Regions from separate parts of the Mus musculus genome. Here all the other regions are linked to region 4. A link is a contact called in public HiChIP or PLAC-seq and promoter capture Hi-C data. All regions are on one chromosome and are shown on one strand. Each heading gives the region's core, a stretch centred on a gene start, on an enhancer-like site or on the middle of the called end of the contact. The rest is flanking DNA. Distances are from core to core; before and after follow the strand shown. Region 1 overlaps Tmem117 (transmembrane protein 117). Region 2 overlaps Tmem117 (transmembrane protein 117). Region 3 overlaps Tmem117 (transmembrane protein 117). Region 4 holds the start of Nell2 (NEL-like 2). Region 5 holds the start of Tmem117 (transmembrane protein 117). Region 6 overlaps Tmem117 (transmembrane protein 117). Region 7 holds the start of Twf1 (twinfilin actin binding protein 1).

Region 1 (3,677 bases), core at 57-2,556, 650 kb before region 4:
TTACCTGTGTATCGAGCCCCCAATCTTGTTTATGTTGCCCAAAAATGTCTGGTAGAGACAGCTGTGACATTATGAATCCAGCTGGCCACAGATGGATCTGCAGTGAAGCATGAGGCCATATTGGGTTGGTGATCTATGTTTATAGCCCCCTGTTAAACTCTCAGCGACACAACCCTTACATCACCTGGCATTGACTACCCCCCATTTAGTATAAATAATTGGTGGACGTGAACTGGAACTTTCATTGCTAGTGATCAGGACTCCTACCTGTAAGAACCATGAATCTTAGTGTACTTTCACTCTTTAGCACATTTTTGAGTCTATTAATTCTAGTCATTGAGCACCTAGTTTTTTGGGTGTGATATAGTCTTAGCCATTCTTGTTGCTGAGCTGTTAGGATAATTAATTACTTCCCTTTCCAAGATGCTGTCTGTTGAAGTCTCCACATGTTTGTAATGGGCTTGAGCGTTCAGCTTAAAGTTTGAGAAAATTGAAATAAAAATCGAAGGTAGATTCTAAGAGATTAACTCAGAAATTTTACCTGGAAAGTGATGTTTATGCAAGATTTCCAAGATCTATTAATAGCGGGAAACATCAGCCCAAGTCCACATGGTGTAGGATTGAAATAGCTAACTGTGGTGTCAAGCAAAATTAAAATTATAATTGCCTTCCAGCAATAAAAACTAATTCTGAATCTATGCCCAACAACGGAGTATGTGAAATTTCACAATTTCAGTTTCTACAGTGATCTTCCCTTTGGCTAAAATTATTGAAGTGGAAAAAAAATCAAAGAATTATGTGTTCTTTAGAACCCAACAGGGAAATGGGATTAAATGTCAATTGATGTGCAAGTTAATGAAGTAGTTGTTGGATGTTTTTATGCCAGGTCTGCACACTTGTAAAAGTATTTGTCAAAAGCAATAAAAATAAGACTAATCACTGGCCCTCAATCATTACTGTTCCTCTTTAAACCTTCTGGCTATTTTGTAAACGGCAGTAATTCATCTGGACTGTTATAGTAGGGAGGACCCACTGTATGCCCATAGCTACAGGGAAGTGCAGTCACTATACACGTCTCATCATAGAAGACTCTAGGTAAGTTGGGTAGTCATCCTGCATTAAGGAGCTACAAACACAGTTTAGAGAAATGCAAATATGCCCAACAAGTCACGCTGCCTAACACCGTCCTCTGGGTACAAGTTCTCCATGATTCAACTCCATTTTGTTGATGTTTCTAAAGCTTAACATACACAGGCCTACCCATGACATATGAACATGAATATTCCATTCGTTATAAACTAAGCAAATGTTTTGTGATCATTTGCCTAATTCAGGCAGCACTGTAGATGCTAGGACACCAGCAGAGAGTAAAATAGCTCAAACCTCTCCCTATTTTCCTGAAGCTCGTTATGTTTAACTATGTCTTTAATCTGGGCTCTTAGCCATATGGTCTTATTTACTGTTTATTCATTTCTGAGTAACCAGCAGATATCATGTATAAAATGTATACAGGATCTAGCTTATAATTTTTCAGAAGAGGCTCTTATCTTTCTCTGTTGGAAGAATACAATGGAAAGAATGTAATCCTGCCATAAAGGATCTGGTGAAGGTGGTGGGAGCTGATTTGCAAGTTCATCAAGGATGGACTCTCTCATCCTCTCTCCTTTGTTCTAGCCCAGTGATTCTCAACCTCTCCTAATACTGCAGTCCGTTAACACAGTTCTTCATGTCATGGTGACCCTGGCCATAGTATTATTTCCCGTGTAACCTTATGATTGTAATTTTTGCTAGTGTTATGAATTGTAATGTATATAGCTGATATTTCTGATGGTCTTCAGAGACTCCTTTGAAAGGATCATTTGACGCCCTTAAAGGAGTCGCAACCACATGCTAAGAACCATGGCTTTAGCCCTTCAAGGCCTTGTATTTTTCTAAACCACACTATAATGAGTTATGGTCCATACTAGTCTCCTTAGCATATATTATAACAATATTTTTGACTTGACTTAGTCTTGTGGTGACTCCCCTGAGGAAGTTCAGAGTGTGACAAATGCCAGGAAGGGCACAGCAGCTGCCTGTTGTGTCCTCTTCTGAGTTCTTCCTTCCTCACCAGAATTACAGTGCTTTAAGTTTCCAGTATTCTTGCTTCAGACCACAGGGCCTGCTCTGTGATCAGGCTGAGTCCAGCTCTTCATTGCCTTACATCCAGAATAAGAAACTGTCTCCAGGGAACATGCACAGTTTTCTCCAATGTACCGCCCCAATTTCTTTACTCTCCGATGTTTTATTAACATTTAAACAGATTTTAGACAGCTTATTATTATTTTTTTTTTTACTTAGACTTATTTTAGTTGTTCTTGGCTGGGTCATTGGTCTGTTGCAAGTATATTCAGGCTATCTACTAAAACAAAATATGATGCATTCACACACACACATACACACACACACACACACAATGCCCCCTCATGGTTTTTACTCATTGGTAAAGTGTACAGAGAGTAAGATGTCATTGAGCATACTCATCAAAATTGTGTCATTGAAAATGCTGGACAGTTGCCAAAGCTGATACTCCAAAGAGCATTGAGCTCACTGTCTCATAGCTATTCAGTGATGGCCGTGTTGCTGAACTGGGTAACAGCAAACGGTGTTCACTTGGGCGCTTTCAGATTAAAGTACTCAGGTCAGTGAACCTAAAACAGAGGCTGTCCAGGATATGTGGTAGCTCAGAGAAGTGGCTAATGCTACTGTTGGCTTCTTACTCTGATTCATCAAGGGCCTTACATCTTCATCATGTACTAAGGTGCAAAGGAGATTTTCCTCATGCTTTTCTATCTCCATTAAGACTTGCAGGAGGCAGGTATAGCATAATCGCTATGAGTCTAGATGGGAGAGGCAGGAATATTTATATTCTCATCTTACTTTTTGTGATGTGCTTACTTAGAACCAGTTGTGGAATTCTAAATGTTGTTCCCATATCTGTAAAACACAAGTTGTAAATCATAACACTGTATCTAGATGAGAATCGATGGACGCACTGTACTCAAACTACACATTGTGAACACGCAAGTTTTCATAGTTACATTTCTTCACATCATATGGAAATCCAATCAGCAGCTACAGTGTTTGCACGAGAGTTCAACATGTTTACCTAGACCAATGGTTCTTAACCTGTGGGCCTCTACCCCTTTGGGAGTCACATACAAGCTCTCCGGCATGTCAGATATTTACATTATGATTTATGAGAGTAGCAAAATTACAGTTATGAAGCAGCACTGAAAATAATTTTATGGTTGGGGGTCACCACAACCTGAGGAACTGTATTAAAGGGTCGCAGCATTGTGAAGGCTGAGAAACACTGACCTAGACTTTCCAACAAAGGTGAATGAAATTTGTAGAAAAAGAATTATTTTAAGAGTATAAAATTTTACAAAAAAAAAAAAAAGCTGGGCAGTGGTGGCACATACCTTTAATCCAACACTTGGGAGTCAGAAACAGGCAGATTTTTTAGTTTGAGGCCAGCCTGGTCTACAGAGTGAGTTCCAGGAAACCCTGTCTCAAAAAACCAAAAAAAAAAAAAAAAAACCCCAAAAAACAAAAACACCCCAAAACAAACAAGTATAAAATTTTGTTCTTTAAAAAAACCCCAACTATTTAAGTATCTATTTTTTCTTTTTTAA
Region 2 (3,838 bases), core at 755-3,254, 870 kb before region 4:
AATGCAGTCTTAAAGAAGAAAGCCTGCTGTAGCTCAGTAGATAAAGTGCTTGCCTAGGATGCAGGAGGCCCTGGGTTTGATACCCACCCCTGCATAACACCAGGCTGTGGCACACACAGGTCTAATCCAGCCCTGCGGAGGAGGCAAGAGAGTCAGAAATTCAGGGCTATCCTTGTCTCTGCGGGCCAGCTTGGGCTACATGCGATCTTATCTCTCATATATATTCTTTATGGTGAGTGTGTGTGTGTGCGCGCATGCCTCATACACATGTCAAGCTCCAGTGTGGAGGTCAGAGGACAGCTTGCCTTTCAACATAAGGATTCTGGGCTTGAACCGCAGTCACCCGGCTTGGCAGTAAGTACCCACTGAGTCATCTCCCTGGTCCTGAGGATGAACCTCTCTTCTTCAATAACATCGCAGAAGGGATGAAAACAAAGAGAACACTCTGTCTTCCTGTTCCATTAAATAGGAAGAGATTCTCCATTTCCCCTCCCCCCACCCCTGGGTAGGATGTCAGCAAGTTTTATAAATCCGTGTTGAATCCTGGTGAGCAGGGCAGCACAGCTAGCTTGCTCTTCCTAACCTATACTGTGTCGTCTTTCTGTGTTTAGTGTACACAGACTCTTGCGTAACTGGTGTTGTGCTTTTGGTTTTCTTTTTATGTGACTTGTTCATCAGCTTAAGTCCCTTGTGACTTCAGGCAGGACCAGTAGCTCACATGCGCTGTGTTAACTAAAAACACTCTCCAACGTGCTGGCTCCTTCACCAGCTAAACCCGCACTGAAATCTCTCACTTCTGGGAGTCTAATCCTGCTATCAAATTGGACCCAGTGGGACAGAGTGAGGCCAGGTGACCAAAGCCCCTCTAGGGATGCAGGTAGGAATTGCACTTTACCAGTAATAAAAGAGCCTTTGGTATTCGATATGCAGTTGCTGAAGCAATAGGAGAGGCCCAAGGGAACCACCTAGCAAAAGCAAACCATACCAAATTGTCTTTGTCAAGGAACAAGGCAGTGTCACTCGTTTTGAGCAGCACGCAATAAACACAAGCTGTCCCAGATTATTTTTTATAAGTAATCTGCTTTTAAGAAATGAAATACATATGGTAGCTTGTAGCCTTGAGATTTGCTTAAACTTAGGACAGGAACTCAAGAGGTTTGTGTGTGTGTGTGTGTGTGTGTGTGTGTGCGCGCGCGAGCGTGTGTGTAATGGAGTTAGAGGCAAGCTGGATTTTACATAGATCCCCATGCTTGCCTGCCCAAGCCCTGGCTGCTTAGAATCCTGACCACAATGACCTGCTTCCTTTTAAGATACTGGAAGTCAGTCCCTTTGCTTAGCTCATGTGCTGTTGTTTGGCTTGTACATTTTTTTTTTTTTTAAATCTCCGTTACTTACTCGGGACCATTTGCAGTAGGATTTCTTCCCCAAATGCATCCTTCAATCTCTTTCTTATTTTCTGCCTCGACTGTAACATTGGTTGGCCTGCTCTGCCTGCTAAAAGTTCAAAGACTCCAATTTGGGCCTAGAACCCAGACATGTATGGTCAACAGTTTTCCACTGTGGCCTTGGCTGCAGCCTACTGTGGTGTGTCAGGCCCTGTGCTTGCTGGACCAGAGGGAATTCACTCTCCAAGTTACCCCACAGCGGGCCCCATTCTAGAGGAGCAAACACAGAGGTCCTCTTGTGAGAGAAGTCACCAGTGCGTGCAGCTTAACGGAGAGAGGCGCCCCCCAGGCCTCTTCCTCACTTTGCCTGCCATGTTTGGATTCTGGACCGTTCTGCATTGTATTTTAAGGAGCCCGACTCCTTCCTGTAGACTCTGTCTTGGCATGGTTTATACATGGGCTCGGTTTAATCCATCCCAGATTTATCCAACCCAGATGAGTGCTAATTAGTTTTTTCTGCATTTGAGGTAGCCTGCTCCTAGCCTCTCAGTGTTGTCATGAATAATTGAGAGCTGCTGGCTCACCGAGCCACCCTGCTACAGAAGCCACTGCCCAGCCCCCAGGAGGCTGGCTTCACTGCAGCCAGAATGACAGAGTTCCATCTGGCGAGCCCAGTGCCACATGAAGCTTAGTACGTGGGCATTAGGAAAGAAACCTGTGTGCATCGGGATGCACAGATGTGCCCTGTGTCAGAGTAAAAATCAAAGCTTCCTTCAAACCACTGGAGTCTGTCTGTAGCGTTTCTTCCAGAAAACCGGCTTCTCACTTATACTTCATTATACAGTGAAGTCCCAATGCCTCTCCTTATGTCTCCAAACTGAAGATCAAACAGTTGGCATGATTAAAGGCTGCCATAAATTACAAATTTGGAAGCTGCATCTTGTTTTTAAAAAATTGTGTGTATGTGTGCGTGTGCACCATAGCATGTATGTCGAGGCCAGAGGAATTTCGTGTGAATTCGTTCTCTCCTACCATGTGTGTCCCAGGGATCGGACTCCAGCTGTCTAGGTTGGCAGCAAGCATCCCAGTCAGCATGTCTTTTTAAAAATTAATTTTCAGCCCTTCCTGGATGGCATTCTCTTACTTGAACGGTATGTATAAAACCAGAGCTATCCTACAATTAGAAAACTAATAACTTTTTGTTTATAACTAGTTTGATTTTTTTTAATGTTTTGTTTTGTGTGCAAAAAGACTCAGTGCGCCTTAGCTCGGGAATCCAATGTCAAAGCTGTTTTGTGGGGTTGTGAGGTTTGCAGCTGTTTGGGGGTTGTAAGGAATTGCAAGTGTGTGCCACTCCTTCTGGGAGTACAGTCTTCACCCTTCCACCTCCTACCCCCAAAACATACACACAAAGACTTTGCTCAGAGTCAGTTAGTGAGGTGCCCTGAGCCCAGGTGCAGGATCCCTGGAGATTGGCCCATAAACTCAGAGACAGCCCTCCCTCCCCACCCCTAGCTTTCTGTCTTCCAGAGAGAGGGCTGGGTGAGGGAGGGAGGGAGGGAGAGAGGGAGGGAGGGAGGGCGGGCTGGGTGAGCAAGGGTTGGGGGAGAGGGGGAGGGAGGGAGGGAGGGACGGAGGGAGGGAGGGCGGGCTGGGTGTTGGTTCTGTGCTTTCTCACTGATGGCATTTTGCTTCTGCACAAACACATCTTGCAAAAGAAACACATCTTTCTTTTAAACTTGTGCCTTTGTTCCAAAACAAACACAAACAAACAAACAAACAAACAACCTCCAAAACCAAACCAAACCGAAACAAAAAAGCCCTGTCTACTTTAAAGACGGTATAGCTGAATAAGACAGCTACCCCTTTCAGTTTTAATAATTCTTTTGTATCAACAAGTGGCTCCTTTTATTTCTTTATATATAAGTTAAATGTTATAAAATGAGAATGGAGATCACCTTTTGTGTCTATTCGTCAGGAAAATCTATGTGAGTTGGTTCAGTGGAGAGGTGTGAGATCTGTAGTGTTGGTTAAACCGACCCTCTGCTGCTTGCTTACTGTATCATGTCCATGAGATATACTGCCCACTTTCCATAGGGGAGCTTGTAGGCTTTGTTCGGTTACACTTTCCTATTATGTATTTTGTGCTTGACAGTGTCAATAAGACAGCTGCAATTAAACAAGGCCAGGATTTATTTTATAGGCTGTTATTTAACTAAAAGATTAGAGAGGGAAGGGTGGTTATTTTCATATGCTCTGCACACAGAATGCGTTTGTCCGCTTGCCTGCTTTGCAAGCAGGGAAAGTCTGTTTACATTTTTTGTGGGTATGTTTTATGGGATCTAAGAGTACGGGCTGAATGTTTACTGTAGCAGTCAGATGTTGGGTTTGGTGTCGACCGACACGGGCTAGACTCTCCAGGTGTGCACTGTAGGATGAAGTGGCTGCCACAC
Region 3 (3,320 bases), core at 550-3,049, 810 kb before region 4:
TCAACACCTCTCAGCACTAAAATGCTGCCTATGGACTTAAAGATAAGCTGAGACTCCCTCTCCATGAATGCTGGAGGTTGTAGGTGAGAGTCTCAGGTTTGCCTTTAGCATCTTATAAGCAGTTTCTTCTCCCACAATGGGGTGGATGCAGTAATCTCTCCTGCTGTACAAACCATGGGACTGTTGGAAAATATAACCCAGCTAGATGGATGTTAAAAGTGAGTAGACAAGCTTATCTTGCGATAGGACAGAGCAAGAAGGAGAATGTAGAACCTGAATCCCTGGGCAGGAAGCCTGTGGGCAGTGCCAAGGGCAGGGGCTTAGAGACTCAGTTCTCAGTCTTTGGAAGAGTCTGGAATTGAGGATCCAGACTATATGCTGGTTAGTTTTATGTCAACTTAACACAAGCTAGAGTCATCTGGGAAGAGGAAATCTAACTGAGAAAATGCCTCCATAAGATCAGGCTGAAGGCAAAGCTGTAGGGGATTTTCTTAATTAGTGATTGATAGGGGAGGGCTCAGCCTATGATGGGTAGGGACATCCTGGGCTGGTGGCCCCACATTCTATATAAAAGCAGTCTAGGCAAACCATAGGGAGCAAACCAGTAAGCAGCACCCTCCATGGCTTCTGAGTCAGCTCCTGCCTCCAGGTTCCTGCCCTGTGTGAGTTTCTGCCTTGCCTGTCTTCAATGATGAGCTGCGATGTGATAGAGGAAGTGAAGTAAACCTTCTCAAGTGGCTTTTGGCCACAGTGTTTCATCAGAGCAATAGAAACCCTAAGTAAGACAGGTTGGGAGTGAGACATGAGAAGTTGTATTGGTAAAAGATCCTGCACAGGGTGAAGAGTGAAATGACATGCGTGGAGGTACAGCCAGGCACCAGGAAGGACGTCCAACTCAAACCGTGCTTTGTGGGACAGAGTTTGCCCAGAGGTCTCATAGCTAGGATCTGGGGGTTTTAATAGAGCTTCTTTAAGAGTTTGAGACCAGGTCACAACCCTGGATATTTTTCTTTGACAATTTCAGAGTCTTACATCTCTGGATTGTCCCTCCTAGTGTCTTGTAGAATTTCCCAGTTGGTTAGTGACATCTCGCCTCAGCTCCTGTGTACATTGATATCCCTGAACTTTTCCTGTGAACCAAAATTGTGTTAACACACCTTTCAATTAATATAACCAATGCCTCTAAGGGTGTAGCCTGCTCTGCAGTACAGGGGTGGGGGGGTTGGAATGGGAGAGTTGGTGGGGCTGCAGCCACTCCAGTGAGGTTTTGCTTTAGCATGGTAGGTGCACGCTTTCTGCCATTGGACTAGCTATCTCTTGGGGGGTGGGGTGGGCTGGGGAGGAGAAACACACAAAGAAAAAGGAGAGTAGCACCTATCTGCACCAGAAAGAGAGAGGTTTGCAGCCACAGCATGGTTGTGGACGCCCGACTCACCAGCAAGGAAGACGCCACAACAGGATTCTTCTGCACACGTTTATTGGGAGAGCTTGATAGCAAAGGCGAAAGACCCCGAGCCCCAGAACTGGCGCTGCTTATATAGGCCTAGGAGTGGCGTGTCTATACCTGATTGGTTGTGCTTTCAGTACCTCATTTACATTCCCCGGGATGGGCTGTGGCTTGGGCGAAACCCTTATGCACATGTGCACATTGGTTGTTTACCCGAACTTACGGGCATGGCCAGCCAGCGCCATCTTGTAACGGTGTATGTGGCTTCCCACACATGGTGGTGTGCATTGTATTGAAGAATAGTGCACTGTTTATACACAGGACCCAGCCTTATAAAAGGCAGGAATGAAGAGAGATGTGCTCCAAAGTCCAGGCCTACATCTTAACGATTAGAGAATTGAGCAGGAAGCAAAAGTCTGCTAGGATGCTTATTGTTTGGATACTTCACCCCCGCCCCCCCCCTTTAAATTTTATATCCTGATTGCTGCCTGTCTCCCCTGGTCCTTCCCTCAGTCCCTCCCCCATATCCCTTTCTTCTCTTCTAAGAGGGTGGAGATCCCTCTGGGTATCCCCCCCCGACCCCACCTAGGCACATCAAGTCTCTGCAAGGCTAGGTGTAACCTCTCCCATTGAGGTCAGATAAGACAGCCCAATTAGGGGCACAGGATCCACAGGCATTCAACAGATTTAGGGATAGCTTCTACTACAGTTGGGGGACCCACAGGAAGACTGAGTTGCATATGTGAGGGTCCAGCCCCATGTATGTTCTTTGGTTGGTGGTTCAATCTCTGAGAGCTCCCAAGGGTCCAGTTTAGTTAACTTGTTGATCTTTCTGTGGAGTTCCTATCTCCTTTGGGACTTCAATCCTTTCCCTAACTTCCATCAGAGCCCCCAAGCTCTGTCCACTGTTTGGCTGTGGGTGTCTGCATCTGTTTCAGTCAGCTGCTGGGTGGAACCTCTCAGAGGACAGCCATGCTGGGTTCTTGTCTGCAAGCATAGGAGAGAATCATTAATAGTGATAGGGATTGGTGCTTGTTCATGGGGTGGGTCTCAAGTTGGGCGTGTTATTGGTTGGCCAGCCCCTCAGTCTCTGCTCCATCCCATGCCCCTGCATTTCTTGTAGACAGGTTAAATTTGGGTTGAAAGTTTTGTGGGTGGGTTGGTGTCCCTATTGCTCCAACGGGGTTCTTGCCTTTCTACATCAGGTGGCCTCTTTAGGTTCCATATCCCCACTGCTGTGAGTCTCAGCTAAGGTCATTTCCATTGATTCCTGGGAGACTCCGTGATCCCAGGTCTCTAGCATGTGAGGTGTCTCCTTCCCCCTACCTCCCCACCAGCTTCAGATTTCTGTTAATTCTCCTGGCCCCCTGACCCTCTCTTCCCCTCTCCTGTCCCTCCCTACAATTGATCTTGCACCCCATTTCCCTTACCGTCCCCCCTCTACTCAGTTCCCGCCCTCCATCTGCCTCCTATGGCTAAATTGCCCCCCCCCCCTTCTAAGTGAGATTCTAGCTTCCTTGCCTGGGCATTCCTTCTTGTTTAGCTTCTTTGGGTCTGCGGAGTGTAGCATGGTTATCCCGTATTTTATGGCTAATATTCACTTATAAGTGAGTATATGCCATGTATGATCTTTTGGGTCTGGCTTACCTCACTCAGGATGATAATCTCAAGTTCTGCAAAATTCATGATTTATTTGTTTTTAATGGCTGAGTAGTGTTCCATTGTGTAGGTGTGCCACATTTTTCCTATCTATTCTTCAGTTGAGGGATATTTAGGTTGTTTCCATTTCTGGCTATTATGAATAAAGCTGCTATGAACATAGCACATCGTTATAAACTATGAACATAGTTGAGCAAGTATTCCTGTGATATAA
Region 4 (3,809 bases), core at 635-3,134:
CTCCCTACAGAAAGCTCAAGAGCTGCTGTCCATGGTGACATGCACTGGCTGAATGAGGCAACAGCGCCACCACAGAAACATCCAAGTTGCCTACTATGTCTGCTTCTTGATGGCAGATGTGCTGGGTTGGTTGCATTTTGCATCGCCAACGTTTCAGTAATTATCAGTTGCATTTTGATGGCAATTTGAAGCCATAGCTCCCAATAGCAAAAGAAACACATAACACACACACACACACACACACACACACATGTATGGTGGTGGGAGGATGCCTTGATCTTCAGGATACAGGGCATCCCCAGTGCCTCTTTTTAAATTCCATCTCCTTGGACAGTTTAGCCCCCTTTTACACCCTCGGGCTAAGCACCTTCCCACAAGGCGAGAAGTTTTCAAAAGCTTTACTCAATCAATTTGCAGGCTGGCTTTTTTTTTTCTGAAATTTTGTTCTGACTAAACAGTATATTCAAATATGATTTGAAGTCTGGACAGTAATGAATAGCCAATATCCACTGAGTTCAAAAAGAAAAAAAAGTTTTAAAATTCTACACGTACAATTATGGTGATATAGGGCTATGCTTCTGTGAACGTCCCCTTGAAATGATTTCAAAATAATCGTAGCAGTAGCATTGCCTTCCCCTCGCCGCTGATCGGCACGGGAGAATGGGGAGCGCTCCATGGTAACCGTGCTTCAAGTACAGACATGTGCAGTAAAAATACCATAAAGGAATTCCTCTGGTCAGGCACCACAGCGCCGAAACTTTGGGAGGTCAGTATTTTAACCAAGATTGAGCTATCTTGTTTCCTTCCCAAATCCATTCCACCCAAATGAGGCGTTTGTGTTACAATTTATTGTTCCCTAGACGCCCAAATCACCCATCTGCCTCTGGAGTTTCTAGTCGGTAATTAAGGCACTATCCATTAGAACCACCAAGTGCACCAAGTAAGGAGGAGGAAAAGGAGTGCGAGGGGGAGGAGGGGAGGAGAAAGAACCCACTTAAAAAGAGTCAGACCCTGAGCTCACAGAGACCCCCTCGCCCCAGCTGGGACTCTCCGCCCGCTCCGTGCAGCGTGCAGCGCCAAGCCAAGTTACCAGAAGCCGCAGAGCCAGCTCCCCGCAACACACATGGGGCTCCACACTGGGCCATACCTTGGAAGAGGAAGGCTTTCGTCCCATTATGCAGTCCCGGGACTTGGCGCACTCCATCTGTAGACTCCCCAAGTTCTAACTCTGTTAAGACGTCAATCTGTAGGGAGGGGTCCACACCAAGCCCCCAAACTGGTGGGAGTGGGGAAGGGTAGGAAAGAAAGAAAGAAAGGGGGCCATTAAAACGCAAGCTTCTACAGCAGCAAAGAAAGCACGCGTCTTGGCGACGATATTGGAAGTGCTGACAAGAGGCAACTCGCTCCTCCACAGGGAGAGCCTTACCTGGACGCGCTGTCAAGCTTAAAATAGCAGAGCGCTGGGTCCCATCTCCTGACCTACTTTAAGCCCCTCTCTGTGCAAAGTTCCCCCTCAGCCACAGACCCTAAGGGTGTGACCCGCCTCGCTGTCCCCAGGACAAGCACAGAAAGGACCCAAATGCAAATCCTCCAGAGCTCCCCAATCCAGAGGGACACCGGGCGGCGACCCCATGGCGGGGAACATCCCGGCCCTGCTCGGCGGCCACTCACCCGCTCCAAGCCCGAGGATCACGCAGAACGTTCTCAGTAACACCCGGGATTCCATGGCGTGCATCGTCTCAGTCCATCGTCTCCCTCTTTAAAAATAAAGATAAAAACCAAGAGGTGCTGGGAGTGAAGCGGGAAAGCCGCGCTGGCCCCTCCTGCGACCGCCTCGGCGTCGCCACCCGGGCTCAGACACCTAAGACCGAGCGGGGCGGCCCCCCCCGGGTGCGCGCCGAACTTGGAGCCGCCTCTGCGCGCATCGCTCCCGCACGCGGCGGGCCGCAGCCGGGTCAGGCTCTCGGGGACCTGCGGGGACCTGCACCGAGCAGCGCCCCGCCGAGCCACGCGGCCCGGGCGCGCACGCAGAGGAAGGGAGGCGGCTTCGGGAAAGCCGGGCCGGGCCGCCCCGCACCCGCCCGCGCTCCCGCGCCCGAACCTGTTGGAAAGGCGGAGACAATGGCGAGAGCCTGGAGCCGCCGAGACCGCTCCGGGAGGGCGGGGCGCGAGCCGGGGCGCGGGCGGGGCGGCCTCTTTTTCCCCCTGCACACGCAGCGCCTGGTCCAGCCAGCCCTGCCCGCAGAGGTCCTCAACCACCCTCGCAAGCCCGCAACCGCAGCCTCCGCTCGGGATCCTAGGATCTCAATGCCAGGTGCCAAGTTGATGGGCGGCGTTTGCACTCACCCCCTCGAAATCGGGCGCGTGTCTCCAAAGCCCGGCGAGAGAAAGGACCACCCAGCCGCAGGAGGCGAGGTTGCAAAGAAAGGCACCCGGCCGCCTCGGGCAAAAGAGGGAAGCCCTCACTTAGACACTCACGCTGCACGGCAGCCCCGGCGCAGGGCACCCCCTCCCGGGCGGGAAAAGGAACCCAGCCAAAGCACGCAAGACTCCTAGGTGAAGCTGGACAGGCGCGGGAGACCGAAGGAGATGGGTAGTGAGCAGGGGAAGCCTGGCCAGCCCAGACTGAGAGGCTTTCTGCCCAGGGCGGGGCGCTGGAGAGCCTCCAGGCGCAGACAGCACACAGAACTTAGCCAAGTGCCAGGAGCTGCTGGACAGCTCCAGAAACCTTAGAGTGCTTCCCAAATCCAAAGTCCAGGACACTACACAGCAGCAAGGGTCAAAGGGCAAGGCAAGGGGATTCTACCCACTGAGAAAAACAAGTGTCAGTACGTGTTAGAATGAATAGATGATACAGATAAGACTATGTATAGATGGATGGATGGATGGATGGATGGATGGATGGATGGATGGATGATGGTAGATGAATGGATAGATGAAGGATGGACGATAGGATGGTAGATAGGTTGATAAGTAGGTTTGTAGATACATAGTAAGATAAGTATATTTTTATTAAGTAAAAGATTGAGCCCAGGAAACTAAGAAGCCCACTCACTGTTGACCATACTCATGTAGACTTTACTCACCCCCCCTCCTCATACATTCTTAGGACTAAAAGAGTGGGATTATTTGTGATTATTAGAAGACTGAATAAATAAATTAAACATCAACGACGTGTATATTTTTCGAGTGCTACCTAAATTTTGCATTGAATTTTTAAGTCAGTTCTCTTCCATCATGGATAAGTTAGTTTCAAGAGTGAGTAAAACACCCATCTGTTTCTAGAGAGCTCTGAGTCCTCCTCCAATTAATCAGAATCTGCTTTCAACAAGACCTGAACCAAACACAGCAAGCCATAGGCAATATGAGATGTCACACACTGCATACATCATTGCTACACACATCACAGTAGTGATGGGGAGACACGTCTACCTAAGTTCTTGGAATATTTAACGGGGGATAAGAATTTTGAAACTTTATCGATAGTATTTATTAATCCCCCTTAATCAAAATTTTCACTAAATTTTAAGACAAAATCTTACAAACTTTGAGAACTATTCCAATGCTCCCATGTAAGGATTGGAGGGCAACATCTCAAATTTGCTAAAATAAAATAAACGAAAAGGAAACTATTTCTTGTGCAGCTTAAAGATCTTTCTACAATAGTATATTCAAATATTGATCAATATAATATCAACATATACCATATCAATATAATATCAAATATAATATCAATATAATATCAGCAATGGCTACATAAAATGTGTATCAATGAATAGTGCTATTTAAATTATGGTTGGAAGAGAAAC
Region 5 (3,417 bases), core at 867-3,366, 900 kb before region 4:
CTAAGGTTGTCTCAGGCCTTCTCCTTGACGTGGCTGGCTGGAGAACGGAACCCCAGACGCCCAAGCATATTCCTTAAGTTACTACTAGATAGGGAATGGTCTAGAGGTAAAGGTGACAAACTGGAAACCGAGGCCAGGGAAAGCCGAATTTTCAAGTTTGGACTTACTGAACAGTCTTTGAAGCAGAGATCCAGGAAAATACGACATACAGAGTACACATGAAAACAGTTACACCGTTTAATACCTGTTTGGGGGAAAAGAATCCTAATTATAATAGTAAGAGTGCAGTAGAGTCTGAGAATTCATCGGAGAAAGTAATCTCTAACTCACTGAAGGATTCCTGGAGTTCACTGGGTATTAAGGGGGGAATGGTAAGATTTTGTCTCTGCCCCCAGGCAGCTCAAAGAATGGTGGTGGTGGTGGTGGTGGTGGTGGTGGTGGTGGAGAGTTAAGATAAACTGGAAAAAAAAAAGTAAAAACCAAATATCACAGTGAAATGCACAGAATGCTGACATAGGATGCACACAAGGAAATTTGTAGACACACCATGAAAGAGACTTGCTAAGCCACAGTTTCCAGAAAATAAACTATGACCACTGTCACTTGCAAAAATGTGAAGCCAGCAGGAGGGACAGCAGAGCCCCCTAGGACTTGCTCTCCATGGCCACTTCAAGTCCGCAGATATCGCAGCTGCCTCTGCTTCCTAAAACTCACTTCTGAATCCTCAGTCCAGCCAGGAAAAGGGTTGCCCTGGCCTTCCTAAATGTGCTGCTGTTGGCACCCAAGAATGATCTCCTTTTCCATTCCACAGTACAGACTGTGATCATTCCCATTAGCACCAGCTGTCAGTATGCAGTAGCTAGCTATGTGCATGCTGGATATAGCAACGTTTAACACATTAAAGCAGCCAGCAAGCTGAGGTAGCGGTTGCTATTAGGGGCTGAGTAAGCAGCAGACATGAGGAAAGAGAGGGGTTCCTTAGGCCAAGTCAAAGGTTCCTCCTGACACATGCTGCAGAGAACTAGACAACCCACACCAATGACAAGCATTGGGGAGATGTGCTTATGTGTACATGTGTGCATGAGTGTATGTGTGCTCACGTATTTGTGCAATGTATACATTATCGTATATTTGTATTTATGTGTGCGTGTATGTATCTATGTACACACACTATTTCTGTACAGACAACTATCTATATATGCATATATACAGAGACACAGCCATGTACCAATCTGTCTATATGGGCACACATATTTACATATATGCATATGTGTGCATCTATATATACATACACATATATGTATGTATACGCACATAAGTGAAGATATATGCACAAATACACATAAATATATATGCATATACACATATAAATTTACATATGTACAGACACACACAGAGATACACACACATATATATGCATATACACACAGACACAGACACACACACATGTATGTATGTGTACATGCATATGTGAATATATATACATCCATACACAAATATATATGCATATACACACATAAATTTACATATACACAGACACACAGAGATACACACACATGTGCGTATACCCATACATATACACAAGACACATAAATATATATGCATATACACATATAAATTTACATATACACAGACACACACAGAGATACACACACATATATATGCATATACATATATATATGTGTATATATATACACACACACACACACACACACACACACACACAGACACACACACAGACACACATAGACCGACATACAGACACACACAGGCACAGACCCTCTGCCCACCCCCACCCTTCACACAGCCGCAGGCAGGGATGCTGTGTGACCGAGGTCGCCTTAGAAAGTTAGCGGTCCCAGCTGCTGGCAGGCGCAGGTTCCCCGCAGGGTGCTGCTGATGCGGTTCCAGCAGGCCATGGCCGGGTGGCGCTCTCCCTAGGCCGCCGCAGCGCCCCTGCCCTGCTGTGCCCTGCCGTGCCCTGCCGTGCCCTGCCCCGCCCCGCCCGGTCCGGTCCGGTCTGGCTCCGCAGAGGCGCGGCAGGCGGGCGGGCGTGGCGGCATGTGCCCGGCGCGGTCCGGGGCCGACTCTGCGGCGCGGCGGGAGCGGCGAGGGCGGCCAGCGTAGGCGGCGGCGTGGGCCGCGGTATTTATAGCCAGGTGACAGCAGCGCGCCGCGGCCCGTGTCGCCGCTCGTCCTGCGTCCGCCGCGGTGGCCGAGCCGCGCGCCCTCCGGTGAGTACGCGGCGGCCCGCAGCCCTCGGCCCGCAGTCCCGGGCGCACAGGCAGGCCGGATCCCCGCAGCCCCGCAGCCCCGCGTGCCCCCGGGCCGGGGACGCGGGAGCCGGCCGGGGACCGAGCCAGCCGAGGCTCCGGGGGACCGGCCGCGGGCAGCCCGAACTTTCCCGCTCCACCGATTCCGGGGCGCAGGGACCCAAGCCCCCGGCTGCCTGCCTGCCGGGGAAAGGAACAGGTTGCATTTCCTCCGTGTCCTTTCGGGAAGGAAATGGGAAGGCCTGTGTGTTTGCGAACTCCATCGTGACTGAATTAAAAAAACTAGTTTTCCATTTCTATTTTGAAAAATACCACAGGCCCGCGGCTGTGTGTGACCCGTGAGAGAACATCTAGCCTGCTATGATTCATTCTACCCTCTGTGGAACATCGGTGTGTGTGTGTGTGTGTGTGTGTGTGTGTGTGTGTGTGTGTGTGTGTTTGTGTGTGTGTGATACTTACCTTGATATTAGTGTATGGACACAAAGAACAAAGTGAGTTGAAGTATGTAAAATATGAGGTACCCCCACCTCAGTCTTGGAAGCTTTTATGGTTTGATTTGCATTCTGTAGCAAGTTGTAATTTACTGAATATAGTGGTAAAATCTATGTAAAAACTATTTCTGTTGTATCTATCATCCATCCATCCATTGATTGATCAATCAATCGATCCATCTGGATATAGTATCTTTCTATTCCCTCAACCTTTGTAGTTTAAGAGCAACTGGGGATTTTGACTCAGCCGTTCGCCACTGCTTGCTCTCCCATTCTCCATATAATTCTTGTGATTAAAAAAAAAAGTACCCATCAGTTTTTCTTAATTTGCTTTAAACTGCCAGTCACTTAAAAGGTAACTCCGGGCTTGAATGAACTTTAATCAGCCCGTTGAGTTTTGTTGTCTTGGAGTAAGACCTCAACAAGCAAATGGCCCGAAGGGCAGTCTGTGCTTTCTTAAAGGGTCAGTCCAATGGTCACGTCTCCACTTTATAACCCAATAGGACGGGCTGGTCCCCACCTCACCATTACACTGGGATGCTGTCTTTCTGGAAGACCTTCAAACCAACTTCACTCTTCGCTTCTGGGTTAAAAAGCTTGCTTATCGATGTCCCAAGGTCTGCAAGGATAAAAACACCGGAGGAGGAAAATTA
Region 6 (3,311 bases), core at 715-3,214, 720 kb before region 4:
CCTACAAAGACATGGGCGACCTGAGAACAATAGGAAGTCATGGTGTCATTACATCTTTCTGCTAAAACGACAGAGACTGTGTGGCCAGATGGTATGTTAGAAAACTGAAGGATTTGCTAATAATAGCTCACCTGTTGTAAATTATGGGGGTGGGGCAGCCCACCTGAGTGTTTTATGCCCAGAGTGGGATCTAGACTCTGGCCTAATCCCACACCCAATTAGCTCTGTGACTGTGTGGTGTGGGGCAGGGCAAACACTTTTATGTTCCATGATTTAATTATCCGGATGGCAGAGTGGGAAAACCTAGGTGAAGTGGATCTGCTCACTCCCCCCCAAGTCAGCATTTTACCAGATTTCCCATTTTATTTAACTTGAGATTATTCCATATAAAAGCACATTTTTAGCTGAAATGTTACTTTTTTCTAGTGATAAAACGTGTACCTTTTTGAGAACATGTACCTTTAATTTTTTTTATTAAATATTTAATTTGGAGAAAGCCAACACTGAAGAGACAAAGACAGAGATGTTCTTGTTTCCGACACAGTCGTCATCTGTGCCTTTGAGATCAGGTACAGGCAGTGTGGCTGCCGAATAGTATATCCACTGAGACCCTCGGCAAGCCCCGCTCAGAAGGAAAGCACACCAGGGATAGATAGAGCCGAGTGACAAGCTCTGAGCCGGTGTTCCTTTGTGGAACGCGATGGATGCTCACAACAGGATGCTCTTTCACCCAAATGCTCTACACAAGGCACACAAGGTGCTGTGACCTGGTCCAGCCATTTCTATGCCTCGAATGCCAAGGCCAACATTTCCCCCATGACTTTATTTATTTATTTATTTATTAAAGCAACGTTGAATTAAATATGAACCGAACGGTGCTTCTCACCTTCATTCTTCCAAGCCGTTAATTAATTTTGTGAGGCAAAGGAACACACCCATCATGGTGATTTTAAAGATTATACAGACAGCTTCATTTTTGAATGGGTTTCTCTTTGGAAGGACTGGTGTCCACATTGTGCTGCGGCGGATTGTGTTGTGAATCTGCAGCAAAGGAACTGGGGTCTGGGAGTGCAAGCAGCTGAGGCCCAAGGTCAGCTATGGATGCCTAGGTGTGTGAAGGTCAAAGGCCAGCGGCTAGTGGTCGTGCGGATGGGGTTCGGGTGAGCAAGCTTGTCAGAAGTTTCCTTTACCCACCGCACCATCTGGCTTGCTCCTTCCTCAGCTTCCACCGCTTATGATCTATTTTAACTTTGATTTATGCGTATGCATATGTGTCTGAGTGTCTACCACGTGAATGCAAGTGCCCATGGAGGCCTGAGAGGGGGCGTTGGCCGTCCCGGAGCTGCAGTTGCAGTGGGTACAAGTTGACAGATACGGACGCTGGCATCTGAACTTGGGTCTTCCGCAGAAGCAGCAAGTGTTCCTAACCTGCTGATGCCGTCCCGCAGGCCCTCCCTCGGCCTTTGTATTCATTGAGTCATTGAGGGGTTTTATACATTGTTCCTCTGTAAATCTTGCAGATTAGAGAAGTCAGCCAAAGATGGGAAGGAGGTGTTTTAGTTTGTTCAAAGGAGCTACAGTTTAAAAATAAATTAGAATAGTGCGCCAGCACATAAGACATACCTGATGAGCAGTTCCTCTTTTTCTTTTTCTTCTCTTTTCTTTGAGGTGAAGGAAAACTATGTAAATAACAGGAAGGAGTACAGGGAGCTGGAGAGAGAGGTGAGCATCAGACAGTGTGGGGCTCTTCCGATGATATCTGTGCAGGCACTTGTAATTTGACAGCTCCCAGAGTATGTAGTATTTACTGTCATTTCAGGAAATAGCCCTGATTTCAAGGAAAACATAAACGAGCCATGGCATCCGTTTTGTTAAGTCACTTCCGACAGTTTCCAGCATCTCCTTATCACCTTATGGAAATACGGCCTTTCATTCTGTCAGCAGCGTCTACCATACACAGCACCACTCTCTAATGCCTTGTGAGGCCCACACGCACGTGTACAGCGTGCTCATTAAAATCACAGCAACAGAAGCGGCAGAGTAAATTGCCACCAAGTGTTTGATTCTGACACTCACGTGCGTTTCTTCCTGACACGCCTATGGGCATGTCACTGTAAATTGTCCTTGAGGATCGCAGTGACAGCTTTATGGACTGAAGTTAGAGCCCAGGCCTCTCAGCTGGCTGAGTGATGACAGGCTAAATGAGGCCACTGTGTAATCAGCTTAGGAGTAGATATAGATTTCTGCCTCGACACAGTTTAGGCAGAAGGGATCCTGAATCCTGGAGAACAAAGATGAGAGAGTGAGAAAGATCAGAGGATTTCCAAATATGAGAAATAAGTATGAAGACTCCACCCGGGAATGGTTAAACATGCAAAGACTGTTTCCACCACTGGGGGATAGGGTAGGGCTTGCTGAAGGCTGTTCTTTTCCTGTTCCCACAAAACCCACGAGAGCAGAAGCACTTGGTGGGCTCACCTGATGCTTCCGAGATAAATGTTTCCTGGCCAATGTGGGCCTTTCACCTGATATGTCCTCGTGCCTATATTAAGGGAGTCTTTGAGTGATTTAACTTGCCGCAGTAATGGCTTATTTATGGGGAAGGGGGTGTCTGGGGAGCTCTGGAGCACAGATGTGACAACACTTATTTTAGATATCAGAGATTGTAAGAGATGAAGAGGGTGGGGGGAGGGGTGAGAAATGCAGCTCTGAATTGGTGAGTTTTCTGATACAGAGAGAGAGGGAGAGGGAGAGAGAGACAGAGATAGAGACAGAGATGGAGAAAGATGGAGAGAGACAGCACATAGACAGAGAGAGAGAGAGAGGGAGAGAGACACAGACGGAGAGAGATGGAGAGGGACAGAGACATACACATCCACACTCAGAGAGAGAATGAAGGACGGCTGCAGGGTTTGAGAAAGGTTGTCTGCTGACAGACACCAGGTAGAGGGCATGAATTTTCTGGAGAAATTCGTAGCTGGAGAGAAAGAATGTGGAGGCCCAGCTTTGGAGCGGAGGCCCAGGGGATCAGGGAAGTAGACAGCGTTGTGTCCTTAGCCACTCATGATGATGATGGTGATGATGGTGGTGGTGGTGGTGATGATGATTGTGGAATGGAGGAGAGGAGGCCTGAGGTCACTCAGTTGTATATGAAGCAAAACTGTGTACCACAAAGACAGCATGGCAAGAGAAGGTGCACAGAGCGTCAGGAAGACAAGGTGAGGTGGTGTTGAGAAGCAGAGGGATTCAGAAGGAGCCTTGTCCAATGGAGATTTTTCTGAAGACTCTTGCTTTGTGTCATATGACACCTC
Region 7 (3,523 bases), core at 823-3,322, 940 kb before region 4:
TAGCCACTCAGCCAGTTTCCCTGTTCATAAAATTAACATTAAGGAGTCAATTTATAATTTGCCATTTTCTCAGAACGTTTGCAAACAAGAAAGGATCTCTGTATGATCCAATCAAGCAATAAACAAACAAGTATCTCAAATGTTTCTACTTCAAAACACAGCTCATTGAACAACTCACAAAATAATTAGTTTTGTTTTCAATAAATGCCCAGCTACTGATTTTCATTCTAGAAGCACTGACATTAGACATAGATTGTGCTGCAGAAAAACACACAACAGGTGAAGCCTCCACACCAGAAAGCACCTGCTGTCTCCGCAATGGCCGCCCCCAGTTTAAAAGGAAAACAGGCTGAAAGGCAAGCTCTGAACTTGCTTCATGCTGATTAATAGTTCAAATTACTCATAAGGCTTGGAAACCTGAAACTGTAACAGCTAACCCTCCAGGGGCACAGAGTATCTTAAAACTGTTAACTAACCATTTTCGATAGATATTTTCAGAAGTCTGTATTTCCCGTTTCTGGCTCGGGCAAAGATCTCTTTGACATCTTCGCTTGCTGTGGAAAATGATAAAGGGAAAAAGTGTTTAAACCTAGAAGTAGTTTAGTTTGTATTCACCTAAAGAAAACATAAATTAAAGAAACATGTGGAGCATACAGGCCCTTCTTATTGTTACTATAAAACAGAAGCATAAAATACCGGCCTTGGCGAGGAGCAAAAACTAAATACTAGCATTTAGAAGTACAGGAACTTCAACATTTTAGCCACAGAACTCAGTAGCAGAAGTAACACTAGGGTGAATGCTTTCAGTCAAACCCAGTAACAGACAAATTGCTCCATGTTTGAAAATGTTAACAAGTTGCTTCTAATAGTCCAATTTTAAGTTTGTGATGTGTGCTCCTTCATCAAATCATGTCCTGTATCTGTCCATCAAGAACAACAGGATCAAATCTCATATACTGATTAAAGAAAAAACCTGTAAAATACACTAGATCTTACATTTTTCTTGCATCTCTTTGTAAAAAGTTATAGAAGCCACCCAGGAAATAAACATTTAATAACCTATCCCTTGTGTAGTCATCATTGCTTCAAATTCGGTCTTGTGTTGTTGATTGCCAAGCAAGACTAATATTTATGTCTTGTTATATAAAAGGCTCAAACATTAAACAATAATTTTGATATATTTAAATGTCATAAGTAACACGGGGGAGATTAAGTGTTGTTAGATCGGAGACTATTTTTGCCTGCATGTGCACAGAATTAAGTGGTAGTGTCAAAAACCCTTAAAACACAAAACAAGTTATTAAGTGGTCACCCGGGGGAAAGGCTCGGTTAACTATTACGGGAAGTGCTCTAGTTTATATTAGAACTCGTTAAATAACCCCGGGATATATTATTTGATTCCGTAGGAGGTTGAGTACGTCCAAGTTGCCTATTTTCCAACCAGGAAATAATAAACGGCGAGTAAGATACACAAGTAAACTGCACATTCGACTGTCTCCACGGGGTTCATGAGGTGCAGCTACACAGATCAGACTTTGCAGCTGCCTGGGGTGCAAGCATCCAAAGATGGAAAAACACTCCCTACTCGGGATTTCTCCGGAAGGAAGGCACACCCGCGTTCTGAGAGAAAAATCCGGGGAGTTCGGGAGGCAGCCTACAGCGGTGGGAGCTGTTTGGTTTTCAAACGATCTGAGTGCTGGAGCAATCTCCTTTGGCGGGTCCCGAGGAAAAAGTCGCTCGGCTGGCCGGCGGCAGGAGCCCAGCCAGCTTCGGTCTTCCTGCTCTCGGCACGGGGGCCGGGATGCAGCGGGGTCGCCCGGGACATCCTCACATCCTCGGTTCTCTGGCAGCCACCACCGGCCTGTTACGTGGCGGCCGCCGGGGAGGGCCGCGAGGGACACAGTCGGGGCCGTCGCACCCAGAGCAGCTCCAATGCCGTGCGCGCCTCCAGCGTTCCGGCCCGCAGCCTCCCGGGAGCCCCTGCCCCGTGGCGCCGTTACCTTGGATGCCTGTCTGGTGGGACATGGCGGCGGCCCCAGGCTCCCGGCTCCGGCGCAGGGTGCGGTAGCGGCCCCGGCCGGCGGATCCAGGAAGTAGCGGCTCCGCCTGTGCGTCATCGGCCCGCGACTCTCAGCCCCGCCCCCAGCACCAGCCCCGCTCTCCAGCGCGACATAGACCCCGCCTAGGATCCCGCCCCCTGTTCTTTCACTGGCTACTTTCATTGTCGTCACAAGCCCCGCCCCTTAAGCCATTGGCCATGCCCTTTCCCGGCAATCACCCCCCCTTGCCCCCCCCCCCCCCCCCCCCGCTGCTGTTTCTGTCCAGGATGCACCTTCTGGCAGTGGGCTGTGTGTCTATCACACGCCGCAGCGACACACCTCATCAAAATGCTTTAGAGGGAAAAATGGCCATTTTCCGAAACAAACGCTTTCTACATGAAAGACATATCCTTTGCTGTAAAGAAAAGACCATTTTAAGGCGAAAGATAAAACAGTTAAACATTTGCAAAGCAAGATGGGGCTCAAGACCACTCCTGGCCCACTTTAAAATAAGAGACTGTAGAGTTCTCCATTATTTTCCCCGTGATTTGAATCTCAAGCTGTTCACTTTTCAATTGGTCACTATCACACAAAACCACTGTTCTCACCTCAAAAAAGAGAAAAAAAAGTCTATTCTGAAATCAAATATGTGCCCTATCAGGCGGGGAGGAGGCACTAATTCAGGTGACACCCCATCCCAAATATCATGTTTCAACTTGGTAACAGACTTATGAATTTTTTTTTTAGTACCAGAACAAAAGAAAATCACAAATCATCTTTAAAATATATTTGGTGGGGACATGGGGCTATACCCAAAGTGGCGAAATTTCTGCTACTGGTTCAGATATTATCTGAAGAGGGCATCTTTAACCTTTCAATGGGAGAAGCTAAGTGGTCTGTACATTTCCAAGGATGGACTCAGAAGTGGCTAGTAACTGGGATGGCCCAAGATAATTCAGCTTAGGACCTACACCACAGTCCTACACAATCAGGCACTTCTAATCAGCTAGGCAACCTTTTTGAGTCTTGAACAGGTTTGGGGTGGCTTTTTTTTTTTTCTGGAAATTTCAGCTCATAGCACTTTAAGAGACCTCATTGTCCTTTCTCTGGTTCCCCCAAAGAACTGAGTGTGAAACCACTGAGCCATTGAGCTGACCTGAATATCTCTCTGTGGTCAGCTCTACCCTTGGAAACCATTAACAGAGCTTTGCTTTAGGTTAGCCTTTGATTGCTTCAAGTCAAATGTGTGTTCGTAGTTACCTGGATGCAATACATTTGTATGGAAACAGCAGACAGGAGTTACCGTTCTTTCTCACTGTACACTTTTATCGGCATGCATTCCCCTGTGAAAGTTTATTCTATTGTTTATTTTTATGTATGTTTTCTAAGTAGAACTCTAGCTCTAGATTTTAAAGCCTTGGACTAATAAATATATTTATTTTTTTATATTCAAACTCGATTCAGGCAAATGACATAATGACAAG

Evidence for each region. Promoter capture Hi-C pulls out the DNA fragments that hold promoters and counts their contacts. HiChIP or PLAC-seq counts read pairs in DNA pulled down with a chosen protein or histone mark.
Region 1: a promoter capture Hi-C map of hippocampal neurons shows a contact between it and region 4, with 10 times the contacts expected there. The contact joins the enhancer-like site here to the promoter of Nell2 in region 4. A contact is called at or near these places in 13 of 39 promoter capture datasets (the 3T3-L1 cell line, 3T3-L1-derived adipocytes, the HPC-7 cell line and 7 more), 8 of 115 datasets of contacts at active chromatin or transcription factors (embryonic basal ganglia, embryonic forebrain, embryonic hindbrain and 5 more) and 1 of 9 other capture datasets (embryonic stem cells).
Region 2: a promoter capture Hi-C map of hippocampal neurons shows a contact between it and region 4, with 4 times the contacts expected there. The contact joins the enhancer-like site here to the promoter of Nell2 in region 4. A contact is called at or near these places in 5 of 39 promoter capture datasets (cranial neural crest, embryonic stem cells, hippocampal neurons and 1 more) and 3 of 115 datasets of contacts at active chromatin or transcription factors (astrocytes, embryonic hindbrain and embryonic stem cells).
Region 3: a promoter capture Hi-C map of embryonic stem cells shows a contact between it and region 4, with 13 times the contacts expected there. The contact joins the enhancer-like site here to the promoter of Nell2 in region 4. A contact is called at or near these places in 11 of 39 promoter capture datasets (the 3T3-L1 cell line, the C10 cell line, cranial neural crest and 7 more), 1 of 15 datasets of contacts at CTCF or cohesin (the NIH/3T3 cell line), 6 of 484 Hi-C or Micro-C datasets (cerebral cortex, cortical neurons, embryonic stem cells and 2 more), 10 of 115 datasets of contacts at active chromatin or transcription factors (astrocytes, embryonic basal ganglia, embryonic forebrain and 6 more) and 3 of 9 other capture datasets (adipose tissue, embryonic stem cells and pancreatic islet).
Region 5: a contact with region 4 is called in a promoter capture Hi-C map of liver, with 10 times the contacts expected there. The contact joins the promoter of Tmem117 here to the promoter of Nell2 in region 4. A contact is called at or near these places in 5 of 39 promoter capture datasets (embryonic stem cells, hippocampal neurons, liver and 1 more) and 1 of 115 datasets of contacts at active chromatin or transcription factors (astrocytes).
Region 6: an H3K4me3 HiChIP or PLAC-seq map of neural tube shows a contact between it and region 4, with 8 times the contacts expected there. The contact joins the enhancer-like site here to the promoter of Nell2 in region 4. A contact is called at or near these places in 6 of 39 promoter capture datasets (the 3T3-L1 cell line, cranial neural crest, embryonic stem cells and 3 more), 10 of 115 datasets of contacts at active chromatin or transcription factors (embryonic basal ganglia, embryonic forebrain, embryonic hindbrain and 6 more) and 1 of 9 other capture datasets (embryonic stem cells).
Region 7: a contact with region 4 is called in an H3K27ac HiChIP or PLAC-seq map of oligodendrocyte precursor cells, with 13 times the contacts expected there. The contact joins the promoter of Twf1 here to the promoter of Nell2 in region 4. A contact is called at or near these places in 2 of 39 promoter capture datasets (cranial neural crest and hippocampal neurons) and 4 of 115 datasets of contacts at active chromatin or transcription factors (astrocytes, embryonic forebrain, embryonic stem cells and 1 more).

The regions. Positions count from the first base shown.
Region 1 is chr15:94,874,030-94,877,706 of GRCm38.p6, forward strand. All of the region lies in intron 3 of Tmem117 (transmembrane protein 117), which reads left to right. Among named protein-coding and RNA genes, the nearest start is that of Gm31007, 19 kb to the right of the region's middle. Within about 2 kb of position 1,307, at least 2 of the 459 cell types and tissues checked have an H3K27ac peak or open chromatin away from gene starts, as enhancers often do. A contact at or near this core is called in hippocampal neurons, where this site is marked.
Region 2 is chr15:94,657,322-94,661,159 of GRCm38.p6, forward strand. All of the region lies in intron 2 of Tmem117 (transmembrane protein 117), which reads left to right. Among named protein-coding and RNA genes, the nearest start is that of Gm25546, 22 kb to the right of the region's middle. Within about 2 kb of position 2,005, at least 32 of the 459 cell types and tissues checked have an H3K27ac peak or open chromatin away from gene starts, as enhancers often do. A contact at or near this core is called in hippocampal neurons, where this site is marked.
Region 3 is chr15:94,718,347-94,721,666 of GRCm38.p6, forward strand. All of the region lies in intron 3 of Tmem117 (transmembrane protein 117), which reads left to right. Among named protein-coding and RNA genes, the nearest start is that of Gm25546, 39 kb to the left of the region's middle. Within about 2 kb of position 1,800, at least 1 of the 459 cell types and tissues checked has an H3K27ac peak or open chromatin away from gene starts, as enhancers often do. A contact at or near this core is called in embryonic stem cells, where this site is marked.
Region 4 is chr15:95,526,130-95,529,938 of GRCm38.p6, forward strand. Nell2 (NEL-like 2) reads right to left here and starts at 1,885. Exons shown (of 20, transcript NM_001356951.1): 1 at 1,672-1,885; 2 at 1,148-1,276. The coding sequence starts at 1,735.
Region 5 is chr15:94,627,069-94,630,485 of GRCm38.p6, forward strand. It overlaps Tmem117 (transmembrane protein 117), which reads left to right and starts at 2,117. Exons shown (of 8, transcript NM_178789.4): 1 at 2,117-2,234.
Region 6 is chr15:94,801,752-94,805,062 of GRCm38.p6, forward strand. The region is part of intron 3 of Tmem117 (transmembrane protein 117); the gene reads left to right. Among named protein-coding and RNA genes, the nearest start is that of Gm31007, 92 kb to the right of the region's middle. Within about 2 kb of position 1,965, at least 18 of the 459 cell types and tissues checked have an H3K27ac peak or open chromatin away from gene starts, as enhancers often do. A contact at or near this core is called in embryonic basal ganglia and neural tube, where this site is marked.
Region 7 is chr15:94,587,752-94,591,274 of GRCm38.p6, forward strand. Twf1 (twinfilin actin binding protein 1) reads right to left here and starts at 2,073. Exons shown (of 9, transcript NM_008971.4): 1 at 2,001-2,073; 2 at 477-554. The coding sequence starts at 2,025.